2 separate regions of the Mus musculus genome follow, and region 2 is linked to region 1. Evidence: chromatin contacts called from public promoter capture Hi-C data. All regions are on one chromosome and are shown on one strand. The core of a region is the stretch at or near the end of the contact, and the rest is flanking DNA. Distances in the headings are between cores, read along the strand shown.

Region 1 (5,490 bases), core at 2,871-5,370:
AGTAGACTAAGGGGTATGGTGGCAGCTATTAAGAGACTCTGATACCCTTATATTTCAGGGGAGCAGACCTCTTATAGGGTTGCTTAGAACACAACCGAACATGCTATGCTCCAAAGAGCAGGGTCAGCCTCTCAGCCTATGTACTGTCTAGGCCAGCATGGTGGGCACCCTATTGTCCTGGGCTCTCATTGCCACCCTGTAGTGGGAAGATAGCAATTGGTGTTTTGGATAAAGATGGGTGTCTGGTAATGAAAGAAGTGCAAGGAGGAAGGACACTGCAGCCCAGGGCAGTCTAGGAAAACATTGGAACGAATGGCATGCAAAGACTCAAAGTCGTTGGAGGGGAAGAGGGGCTGGCTCCTCCCGGGTGGCTATGGGAACACCTAAGACTGGGAGGAAAAGCCAGTGCCTGGTGCCTCAGTGATTCGCGCCCATATCCCTAACGCTTGGGGGGTGTGAGGCGAGGGGTTTCCCATGAGTTAAAGAACAGTTTGGGCTATATAGTAAAACCTTGTCTTGCGGGGCGTGGTGGCGCAAGCCTTTAGTCCCAGCACTCAGGAGGCAGAGGCAGGTGAATTTCTGAGTTCGAGGCCAGTCTGGTCTACAAAGTGAGTTCCAGGACAACCAGGGCTACACAGAGAAACCCTGTCTCAAAAAACTAAAAAACCAAACCAAACCAAAACCAAAACAAACAAACAAAAAACCCAACAACAACAACAACAACAAAAAACCCTTGTCTCAAAACAACAAAAACTTGGGGTGGAGCATAGCTCGGGTGGTCAAATGGATGGTTGCCTAGTACTCCCTGGGTTTGATTCCCCTGAGCTGTTAAAAAATAAACAAAAAAACCAATCATGGGGTACACAGCCATCAGTGGGTAAGGGACAGCGAGATGCTTCTGCCTCACTGCCAAGCCTTATGACCTGAGTTCAGCCACCTAGGCGCATGTAGAAGGAGACCCAATTCCCTCTCTGACACTCAGCAGATAGAGACAGGAAGACCACAAGTTCAAGGTCATCCTCAGCTACTTAGTGAATTCAAGGCCAGCCTGGGCTACATGAGACCCTACCTTTAAAAAAAGAAAAGAAGAGCCGGGTATGGTGACGCCAGCACTCAGGAGGCAGGCAGAGGCAGGCGGATTTCTGAGTTCGAGGCCAGCCTGGTCTACAAAGTGAGTTCCAGGGCAGCCAGAGCTACACAGAGAAACCCTGTCTCAAAAAAAAAAAAAAAAAAGAAAGGAAGGAAGGAAGGAAGGAAGGAAGGAAGGGAGAAAGAAAGAAAGAAAGAAAGAAAGAAAGAAAGAAAGAAAGAAAGAAAGAAAGAAAGAAAGAAAGAAAGAAAGAAAGAAAGAAAGAGGGAGGGAGGGAGGGAGGGAGGGAGGGAGGGAAGGAGGAAGGAAGAAAGGAAGAGAAGAAGAAGAAGAAGAAGAAGAAGAAGAAGAAGAAGAAGAAGAAGAAGAAGAAGAAGAAGAAGAAGAAGAAGAAGAAGAAGAAGAAGAAAGAGAGAGAGAGAGGTTTGAGCGTTATAGCATACACCTTTGAAGCATTCAGGAAACAGAGGCAAGTGGACCTCTGTACAATCAAGGCCAGCCTGGTCTACATAGAAAATTTCAGGCCAGTCAGGGCTACCTAGTGAAAATTCTGTCTCAAAACAAAAGAGGGGGAAGAGAGAGGAGGGGAGTCAGAGAGAGGGAAATAGAGACGACAGCTGTGTATCTTGGGAATGGGTATCCTTGCAAAGGAGCAGCGCCTGCCACTGGGGACCTTACAGAGAGAATCTTAGCACAGCAGGACCCAGAGACTTCCTACCCCAGCAGAATCCCCCCAGGTTTTTTCAGACAGCTTCAGACTTATGCATGGAGGATGGGGGTTGGGGGGAGTTTTGCCAAAGCCCAGACCCACGAAGGTCACTACTGTCCATGGACACTCTCCACAAAGGGGCCATGGAAGTGACAACCTCAGAGCCTAGCAGAACCCTTCAGAACAGTGCCCTTACCACACCTACCTGTCCAGCATCAGTCCTTGGAGGCCAGGGCCTGGAGACCTGCAGAACAAGAGGAAGGAACAGCTGTGTGCTGTGGGCAAAAGTGAGTGAGCCTTTGCCTGGGCAATTGGCTCAGCAGGGATCCAGAGACAGAGCTGGGCTGCCCCGATTGTTTGCTCATTAAGACAAGAAAATCATTTATGTTCTGGGACTCAAGTGTCAACAGACCCAGGGAAATGTCACCTCAGCTGCTGCCCTGGGCCAGGCCGTCAGGGCAGCTGGAGCACAGAGCACAGCTGGCAAGGTGGAGGGTGTGTGTGTGTGTCGAACGGCCCTGCTGTTCAAGATGTCGGGTGGGTCCCAGGCCTCTTTCAGGTCCTCCTGCCTCATCGTACCCCAAGGCCCCCACTTCTTCCCCATCCCCTACAGACTCCAATAAGCAAAAGATACAAGAGTGTGCTTGCCCTTGGCGCTATGTTTCAAATGCCCAGTCATCTCCATTTTCCCCCAATGAAGAACTTTCAATGCTAAAATAAGGATGGTCTCGGGCAATCCTAGACAGCTGGTCTCTCCCTGCACCTGAGCCTCGAGGTGTGGCCAAGGGACCTGCCTGAGCCCAGCTGTCCTATCTCCTTTTCCTTTACTATATTATTTATGTATTTATTATGTCAGCGTGGGGGGGGGGAAGCACACACCTGCCACATTGTGCGTGTGCAGGGGTCCACGGACCACTGAGAGGAGTCAGCTGTTTCCACCGTGTGGGTCCGGGACACAGAACTCGAGTTGTCAGGTGTGGGTGGGAGTGCCTTTAGCCACAGAGCAGCTCACAGCTCACCTCTTCCCCTTCCACTGGCTTCACCCACTCCCACTCCCTTTATCTTTGCTGCAAGCATGGGTAGGGCACTTGAGAAACAGGACAGAGCCAAGGCTAACAGAGAGCAACTCCCTCCCCTCCACCTGTGAAAGTTAAGGACACTGGGTCCAAAAAGACTAATGAGCCATCACAACTTTCCCACCTAAGGCTACACCCCTTTCCACCACGTGTACAGAATCCATTCTTTCAGACCTGGAGACAGGTGGACAGGGTTGGGGATACCCGACCCCCGACCTCTCAGCCTTGTCGGTGCCTTAGCTGTGCTGCCCCTGGCTTCAGAGACACCTGCCCGCCCCTACCATTGCCCACGGTGCTCAGCACAACCCACAAGGAGCCTGTAATTTCCTCACCTTGTGGGTACTGACTTCACTCTGGGAGCAGAGAGGAAGGAATGGGAATGACATCTGAGGTTTGGTGAGATGGTAAAGGGATTCCACATTTCCCAGGGCAGCCACCAAAGCCTCTCTCCTGTTTCTACACCTCGGGGCTAGTGCAACAAGGCAGCCCTAGAGGCTGGGCTTTTCCACGGAGGGAACAATTTTGTGTAAAGAAACAAAAGGAAGTGGGATCAAGCGCACAGTCTAAACCCACCATGTCCTTTAAGTGGCCACAGGCAGACTATATTTAGGGCCAGCAGACACTCAGCAGGACCTCGAGTAGTCTTCCCTGGGAGCAATCGCTAATCACTGCATTGAGTTTACAGGTGCCCCTGGGCACACTTAACCCAGGGCAATGAATAGTTATTGCGCAGCCTCCCGCTCGGGGCTTGTGGGCACACTTAAGCAAGCTCGCAGATCGCTGTGTGCAGGGCATGGCTCGGGTACACCCTTGGGCACCCTGTGCCATCAGCAGGGAGAGGCAGAGTATTAAATATCTATGTGCCCTGTGCCCACAGCTGCATTTAGCCAAGGGCAAGGCTGGTGTAACGGCTTTAATTAAAACTTAATGCAAGTTCAAGGTGCAGCCATGGAAGCGGCTGCAGAAGCCACCAGGAATGAATCAGTCAATTCGATGAGGTGGTGAGGTTCTATGACGGGGGAGGGGAAACAGAGGAGCCTGGGGCACCTGAGACCCATTGCTCCGGTGCAGCGGTTCTCTGCGACTCTACTCAGGGGCATGAGGTTACTGTAGGCTCCAACATCTACATTGTGGAAGGACGCTAAGGATCTGGGCAGGTCAAAAGGGACAAAGTGGGTGCTTGGCTGGCTACCAGATCTGCTTTCCTCTGGGAAATGTTATATGACACGAGCAACCTTGTCCCCCTAGCGGCTGCTCCTGGAATTACAGGCCATTGTAAAGAGACGTGACCAGCCCCAGATTGTCAAACCCACGCCCCATGACTATTCGCAGGGATCTTTAAGATGAGGCCCATGACTCTAAGGAACAGCAATGCCCTGCCTGACAAGACAACAACGGGACCTAAACATCATTCTACTTCAGGCACTGCTTCTTAAAATTGAGCAGCAGAGGAGTCCAGAGGCAAGATGCAGGGAGCAAGCACAGAGGAGGGACCCCAGCCTCTGCACTCTCACCTCAAAGCCCAGAACAAAGATGGGAGTGGAACTGTATGCCCCTCCCCAGGCAAGGCTAACGTCCATTCAGATCTGATCTTTTGGCACCAGCACAGAGCCCGGCATTCGGCACGTGTATCCGGATGTTTCTTAAATGAAGCTGGTTGTCATTAGCTGGTCTTTCCCTCCAACCTCCTCTCCTCTCCTTCTTCCTCATGTCATCAGGCAAAACTGGACATTTGTGGTTTTGGGATTTTTGGGTTATTTATTTATTGTGTAGGCAGATGTATATGTTCGTGTCATGGTTCGTGTGTGACGGTCGATCAGAGGACAACTCATTTCTCTCCTTTTTTGCAGGTTGCAAGAACCAAGCTCAGGCTTGGTGACAAGCACCTTCACTCACTTGCTGGACGGCTCCTGCTCTGTAGCCCAGACTGAGTTCAAACTTACAATCCTCTCGCTTCAACCCCCTGCACGTGGGATTCCAGAAGTGCACCATCAAACCCTGATCTAAACACACCATTCTGTTTGGCCACACGGTATTTACAAAATGAAAGTTCAAAGCCGGGCGTAGTGGCACACGCCTTTAATCCCAGCACTCCGGAGGCAGAGGCAGGCGGATTTCTGAGTTCGAGGCCAGCCTGGTCTACAAAGTGAGCTCCAGGACAGCCAGGGCTATACAGAGAAACCCTGTCTCAAAAAACAAAACAAAACAAAACAACAAAAACAACAAAAAAAAGAAAGTTCAATTTTCTGGATGCGGTTCCGTGGGTAGTGTTCCCTTAGCACGAGGCCATACGTTAATCCCCACTATCACATAAACCAGGCGCGGTGTCACACTGGTGATCCTCGCACATGGGAGATGCAGGCAAGAGAATCAGAAGTTCCAGGTCACCTCCTGCTACGTGGTGAGTTTGAGGCCAGCCTGAGATACGTGAGACCCTTGTAGCAAAATAAGTGAACACCTGCTCACTGTTCAATGACTAAAGTGAACAGCCTTCCCTTGCTGAGGGGTCCAGGGCCCCACACATGCTAGGCCAGCACTCCTACCACTGAGTTGCTTTGCCAGCGCACAGTCAGTTTTTTATGATGTAATTTTACATTCAACTATGGATTTCCTGC
Region 2 (5,659 bases), core at 442-2,941, 290 kb before region 1:
AGCCTTGAGGCTCACTCGGGGTGTCAGACACTGGCAAGAAGGCATGTTTGAGTTACCTGCAGCATCCTGAACTAGGGGGGCGTCACTTTTTACTGGAGTTGGAGTGGCAGTGACGGGCGGGAAGCTGGGCGGGCTGCTGATGGGGCGGGCCAGGCCCCGGCTGGCTCCCAGAGTGGCACTGAGCAGAGAGTATGACAGACAGGACGGAGAGAAGAGGCATGGGAGGGGGGCAAGGGGAGGCCGGAGCACAGCCGGTGGGAAGGATGGAGTCAGGGTGGGCGGTGCAGCCCCACGAGCAGCCTCGTCACCAGCCGCAGCAGGAGGAGGAAGAGGAGGAGGAGGAGGAACCGGGCAGCCTGGAGAGGATGAAGAGAAGCAGAGAAAAAAAGAACAAACAAACAAACAAACAAAAACAAAAACCCAAATGAGAAACCCAATGGCAAGTGCAGTATGGAAATATGTGGACAGATGAGCAGAGAGGTTCAGCAAGGAAGAAGGGGGGGAAGGAGAGAGGCTGCTTGGTGCAGTGTGGGCAGAGGTCATGGTGGGAGGGCCTTTCAGAGGACACGGCAGGGAGGCAGGAACCTCTGAGGGGGGGGTCCCCGCTCTGGGTTCTGGATGGAGGCTGGGACTGAGGCCATGAGGAGGCTGGTACAGGGGCTCTGGTGCTTTCTCTGGGGCTAATGGGACAAGCCCTGGTCCCTCTCTGGGGAAACTGAAGTGATCTGGGGGAGGGAGAGCAGCAGAGATGTGGGCAGAATGGCCAGAGGAGAGGCCTCAATGCCCAACGTTGTACAAGCTTGTCTGCTGCATTCCACCTTGGCCTCCTTGGAGGCCGCTTGACTCTCAACCTGTGTCCCAAGCACGACTCGGCTGGGCCTGGGCCACTCACCTGCAGCTGTGCTCTCATTGCCCACAGGGGTGCTGGAACAGCTACGGTCCATGGTGGAAGACTCTGAGGACGCCGCTCCAGGGCTACAGCCTGTATAGTCCATGCCCTCGTCTGTCTCGGCATCCATTAGGCTCGGGGGACCCTGGAAGAAAGGAGAGGGGCCCTAAGGTAGTAGCCCACGGCTTCCTTGGGCATTATGGGTAACATGGGGCCCTGCACCTAAGAGGAAGGACCGTTGAGCCACGTGGGGGGCTCTCACCTGGGATGGGGGCACTCGGTCAAAGTTCTTCCCCAGCATCCTCCGCATGTGCTTCCGGGCATGCGAGGTCATCTGGTGCTTGAGGAGAAAGGAGAACTGACAACCTTCCCGGATGCAGTGGAAGTGGCTGTTCACCTGGTTGTACTTGCAGCCTGTGGGTGTGAACACAGCAGCCATGAGCTTCCCCAGATAGTGTGCTGGGCACAGAGGTGACGTGCCACATAGGCAGGTGGCATCCGGGGGAATACCTCTAACTAGCTCATTCCAGGAAGCCAAGTCTGCCTGGCTGGCTAATCCCTGGCCTCCCCTTTGGCTTGTTCTATACACTCCTCCCTGAGAAGTCACAGATCCGTGGCCAAGGGACCTTCAAGAAAGGACCTCTCTCAGCCAGCCACCTTGTTCAGATTGCTGGTCAGCCGGCCTCCAGCCTGCCTCCGCCCTCCTAGGCTGAGAACAAACAGAGCAGGCAGGACCTAAACAGGCAACAGCTCAGGGCAGGCAGGGCAGGCGAGGGCCTGCCCGTTGCCATGGTACCGGGCTGGCCAGGTGTCTTATGTCACCTCCCAGCTTTGTTTGGCCCCAGCTACTACCAAAGCCACCAAACTGTTGAGTAAAGAACAAGTCCCCTGACAGCTGAAAGCCAAGCCCAGCACAGCAGAGGCCACCAGGTGTGGGCACCTGCTGCTGTGGTTACCGGCCCTCCTCGAGCCAGGGATCCTCTCTTAAACTAACACTTAAAGGAAAGGGTTGTTTTCTTTCTCTTCTGGCAGTTCTGGACTGTCTCAGCCGTCTACGGAGGGCCCAGACTGGAGGTGACAGCAACCTCCAGGAACTCCAAAGGCCCCTACCACCGTGAGCACATGACCAGGAGAGGCCTGCCCGGTAGACACCACATCTATCCACCCGCCCTTCCCTATCTTCCAGCTTCCGGTCCATTCCTAGGAAAATTCTGCCCCACATCTGCAGGTCTATAGAAGCTTGCCCTGCGCCTAAATTTGCCTCTGCCTGTGGGCCTGAGGCTCTTCTCTATAGGGCCAGAGCAGGAAGGTATCCGAGAGGCATCGAAAGACACCCGCTGCCAAGCTCAGAAGCACCCGGAGCCTCCGTCTCTGGCACCTCACGTACCTCAGTTTTTGTAAGCATGTGCTAAAGGCTTTACAAAGTAAATAAATAACTGAAATGGCAAACAGCTCGTTGTGGACAAAACCCTCAAAACTAAAGGGCTCACAGGACGTCCGAGTCTTATCTGTCCACTCGGGGAAGCAAGAGAAGCAGAGCCGAGGATGCAGGGTATGGCCCCAGGGTGTTGCCTTGGGGTGGGGATGATTCTTGGGGCCGCCCTCGCTGTCCCTCTGGGACGTATGGGCTCTGATGTTTTACAACTTGTCAGACAACACTTGGCAGATGACGTCTGTGATATCGTTCACGGGTCATGGGGCTGGGATGGTGGCAGCAGTACCTGGAAAGGTGGCCCGGGCCTACTGGAAGTCCCTGCCCACCCTTGGCCTCAGTACCTAGTCTTCCGCACTCCTCGCGCTTGGTGAAGTATTTGAACCCGTTGGCTGCCCGTCGTTCAGCCTTCTCATGCTTCTTTATATGCCATGGAAGTTTGGTGGTGATGTTGGTGACAAAGTAGCAGCCCGTCCGGAGGCAGTGGTAGTGTCCACGCATCCGGAACTCACAGTGCTGCGGAGGGAGGCAAGGCATACGTATGTGCGTCAGGCCAGGCAGGAACATCTGTGAGCTCCTGCTTGTCTCTGGGCCATGGAAGTTTCTCTGCACTTGTGTTCTTCCATGCTCCCAGTTAGAAAACACAATTGCGTGAAGCAGTAGGACTGCTTTGTCGCATCATTAAAACATTTTGTACCTCTTTGCTAATGCCACACCCAGAGCAGACATCTCTAACCTGTTTTTTCAATTTCGTCCCTGTAGGACAAGACCTGGGCAGACATCACTAATCTACCCCAGCACTCCCAACCTAGGTAGACATCACTAATCTATTGTAACAGTCTTTTCTGCACACTTAGACCTTACCTGTGACTACTCAGGCAGCCTACCAATCTTGGAGACTGGGCCTTTAAAGAGAACCTGATCTGTTCTTTCTGCCAGGCATGGACTGTTCTATTTCTTTATCCAATGAGCCTATTTTAAAATTCTAGGCCTCTAGGGAAAGGGGGCATAGCTATTTCCAGGATGGGCACAAATGATGTCAAACACACGGTGGCTGAGATAGCATTTAGTCACCACTGGGAGTTAGGCCTGAAATGACAGCCCTCACCAATTGAGCATCAGTCTGGACCCCTGCCCAGGGGCCTCTAGGGGCTCTGGGGACAGACAGTGGGTGTCCTTTCCAGTGTCTAGTGCAGGCCAACTTTAAAATGGTGTGAAAAGTGGAGTCTCTGCCAGGAGAAGCTTGCCCTGGGCCTTGAGCCTCCCCCGCCCCGCCTCACTGACCTGGTTGGGACACAGGCACTGTAGAGAGTAGTAAGCAAACTGGTCTCGCACGTTCACCAGGCTGTTGCTGGGGTTGATGTGGTCCAAGCAGTGGGACTCAGCCTTGCCCGAGGTCTTGCAGACGTACTTGCAGTTCCCGAAGAGACAGTGGAAGTGGAACTTGCTGGCGTATTTGCAGTCCGTCGCCAGGCATGGATCGCTAGAAGGAAACCACAGCCCAGAAGGTCATTGGCATCCCAAGCCCTCCCGCTGATGTCCTCTCTGGGTTTGTGTTAGGGTTCCCTCCTCAGTCACCAGGAGTGTAATCGAGGGGAACACAGTGGGTCACCCTCCTGCTCAACGGGAACATTCAGCTAGAGACTACAGATCCCAGCATGCATCCCTGTCTCCTTTTGGGAACTCTTGCCTGGTAGATGGGGGTTTGCCATAGACAGGGTGCTCAGAGCAGTGCATGCTGGGACATGTAGTTTCCAAGGCCACACCCCAGGATTAGAGATAAGAGGACTGCATTAACTTCTTGGGCATAAAAATAATGGATAGTGCTGCCATTCCTGGCTGGGTGCCAGCAAGGGCTTGGCTGGCAAGACATGGCACTGTGTGGATGTGGCTGACTGACAGACTGCAGATGGGTGGGCAGCTCTACCAGGAAGCGCCACTACCGTGGGGTGTGAGCAAGTGGTAGCATGTGCCTGGTGTCAAATCCCGCCAGGGCTCACAGCTGCTGGGACATCCCAGGGTCAACTGAGGCCTACAGTGCCCGCCTACCCAGAGAACCTAGGGACCTGGGGAGTGCTGGGGCCGGCGGAGGTGCTGATGAGCAGGGAGGAGCTGGAGCCCCCCACCCCCAGTGTCTCTTAGGGTTGCGCGCTAGGGAGCTGCAGCCATGGCTGGGAGGCCCCAGGCTATGGAGAGATGTGTTCTCCAGAGAATGGACCCATGGTGGGAGCTCTGGGCTGGTTCAGGAAGCTAAGGAGGCTACCACATCAGGAAAGGAGGAGAGTACAGGAAACAGGAGAGAGACAAAAGAGCCCTGTACCCTTCCGTGCCATGGGCCCAGCCCCAGGTTCTCAGAGAGGGAGGACAGCTGTTACTCAGGTGGTATAAATAATCCAATTTATTACTTTTTATTGAGAACAGGAAGCCACACACTTTATGATACAAAGTCACCGTTCTCGCCGCAAGAAGCCACCACCATTAAGTGAAGAAGGTTCCTTCCACCCTTGACCACGGTGTGGACTTTGAGGGGCCTAGGCCCTGCTCCCATCCATGCCTTCCCTGTCCTATTGACTCAGCCTGGGTATGCACCACAGAGCTGGCCAGCAAGGTGACCCCAAGGGAACACAGCCTTTTTGTAGGACCAGGAAGTTTCCTGAGGGACCCCCATACCTAGCTCACCCCAGCCAGTCCTTGAAGGATCCCAACGGATCACTGGGGGTAAGGTCGCTTGCGCCCTCATCCCCCCACTTACTGGCTGCTCGGTACAAGCATACAGTTGGAAAACTAAGTCCCAGAGGCTGAGGGCAGCCAGTGTAACTCTGCGAGGCGAGGAGCAGGGCCTCCTTGCTGCCCTGGCCATACCCACTCCCAAGACACAGGGACAGGTGCCGGCTCATGGAGGGACTCACTTGTCCTGGAACTGGAGGAACCCGGGTTTGACCTGAGGCTTGGCGCTCTCTAGAGACGTCGTCGCCAGGGGCGAGGTGGGCAGGTGAGGCACTGAGGAGGGAATCTGAGGCATCTGGGGTATGGTGGAAGCCAGCTGCTTCCAGGCGAGCAGGGTGGGGGTGGAGGGCACAGAGACCGGGCTGGGAGCAGGCCCCTCCAGAGAAGATCCAGCGACCATGGTGCCAGGAGGTGCTGGCAGGGACGAGGGTGCCAAGGGAGGTTTGGTCTCAGCAGCAGAGGTCGGGAAGGAAGCCTCTGGGGTTCCTTTTGCTGTTCCTCCCTCTGTCCGGAAGTGGAAGCTATGGGAGGCAGAAGAGGGTGTCTCAGGATATCGATCAATAGGCCCCACGGCCGGGTCAGTCCATGTGACCCTATTACAGTGGAGCTTA

The links. Capture Hi-C pulls out chosen DNA fragments and counts their contacts.
Region 2: a contact with region 1 is called in a promoter capture Hi-C map of pancreatic islet. The contact joins two enhancer-like sites. A contact is called at or near these places in 7 of 39 promoter capture datasets (the C10 cell line, cranial neural crest, embryonic stem cells and 4 more), 5 of 115 datasets of contacts at active chromatin or transcription factors (all in embryonic stem cells) and 2 of 9 other capture datasets (embryonic stem cells and pancreatic islet).

What each region holds. Positions count from the first base shown.
Region 1 is chr4:148,660,936-148,666,425 of GRCm38.p6, reverse strand. It overlaps Gm572 (predicted gene 572), which reads right to left. Exons shown (of 12, transcript NM_001368835.1): 6 at 2,005-2,043. Among named protein-coding and RNA genes, the nearest start is that of Gm572, 20 kb to the right of the region's middle. Within about 2 kb of position 4,120, at least 10 of the 459 cell types and tissues checked have an H3K27ac peak or open chromatin away from gene starts, as enhancers often do. A contact at or near this core is called in pancreatic islet, where this site is marked.
Region 2 is chr4:148,944,168-148,949,826 of GRCm38.p6, reverse strand. It overlaps Casz1 (castor zinc finger 1), which reads right to left. Exons shown (of 21, transcript NM_001159344.1): 16 at 5,231-5,569; 17 at 3,606-3,804; 18 at 2,666-2,837; 19 at 1,152-1,303; 20 at 893-1,034. It overlaps Gm13205 (predicted gene 13205), which reads left to right. Exons shown (of 3, transcript NR_154553.1): 2 at 920-1,060; 3 at 1,922-2,338. Among named protein-coding and RNA genes, the nearest start is that of Gm13205, 5.3 kb to the left of the region's middle. Within about 2 kb of position 1,691, at least 33 of the 459 cell types and tissues checked have an H3K27ac peak or open chromatin away from gene starts, as enhancers often do. A contact at or near this core is called in pancreatic islet, where this site is marked.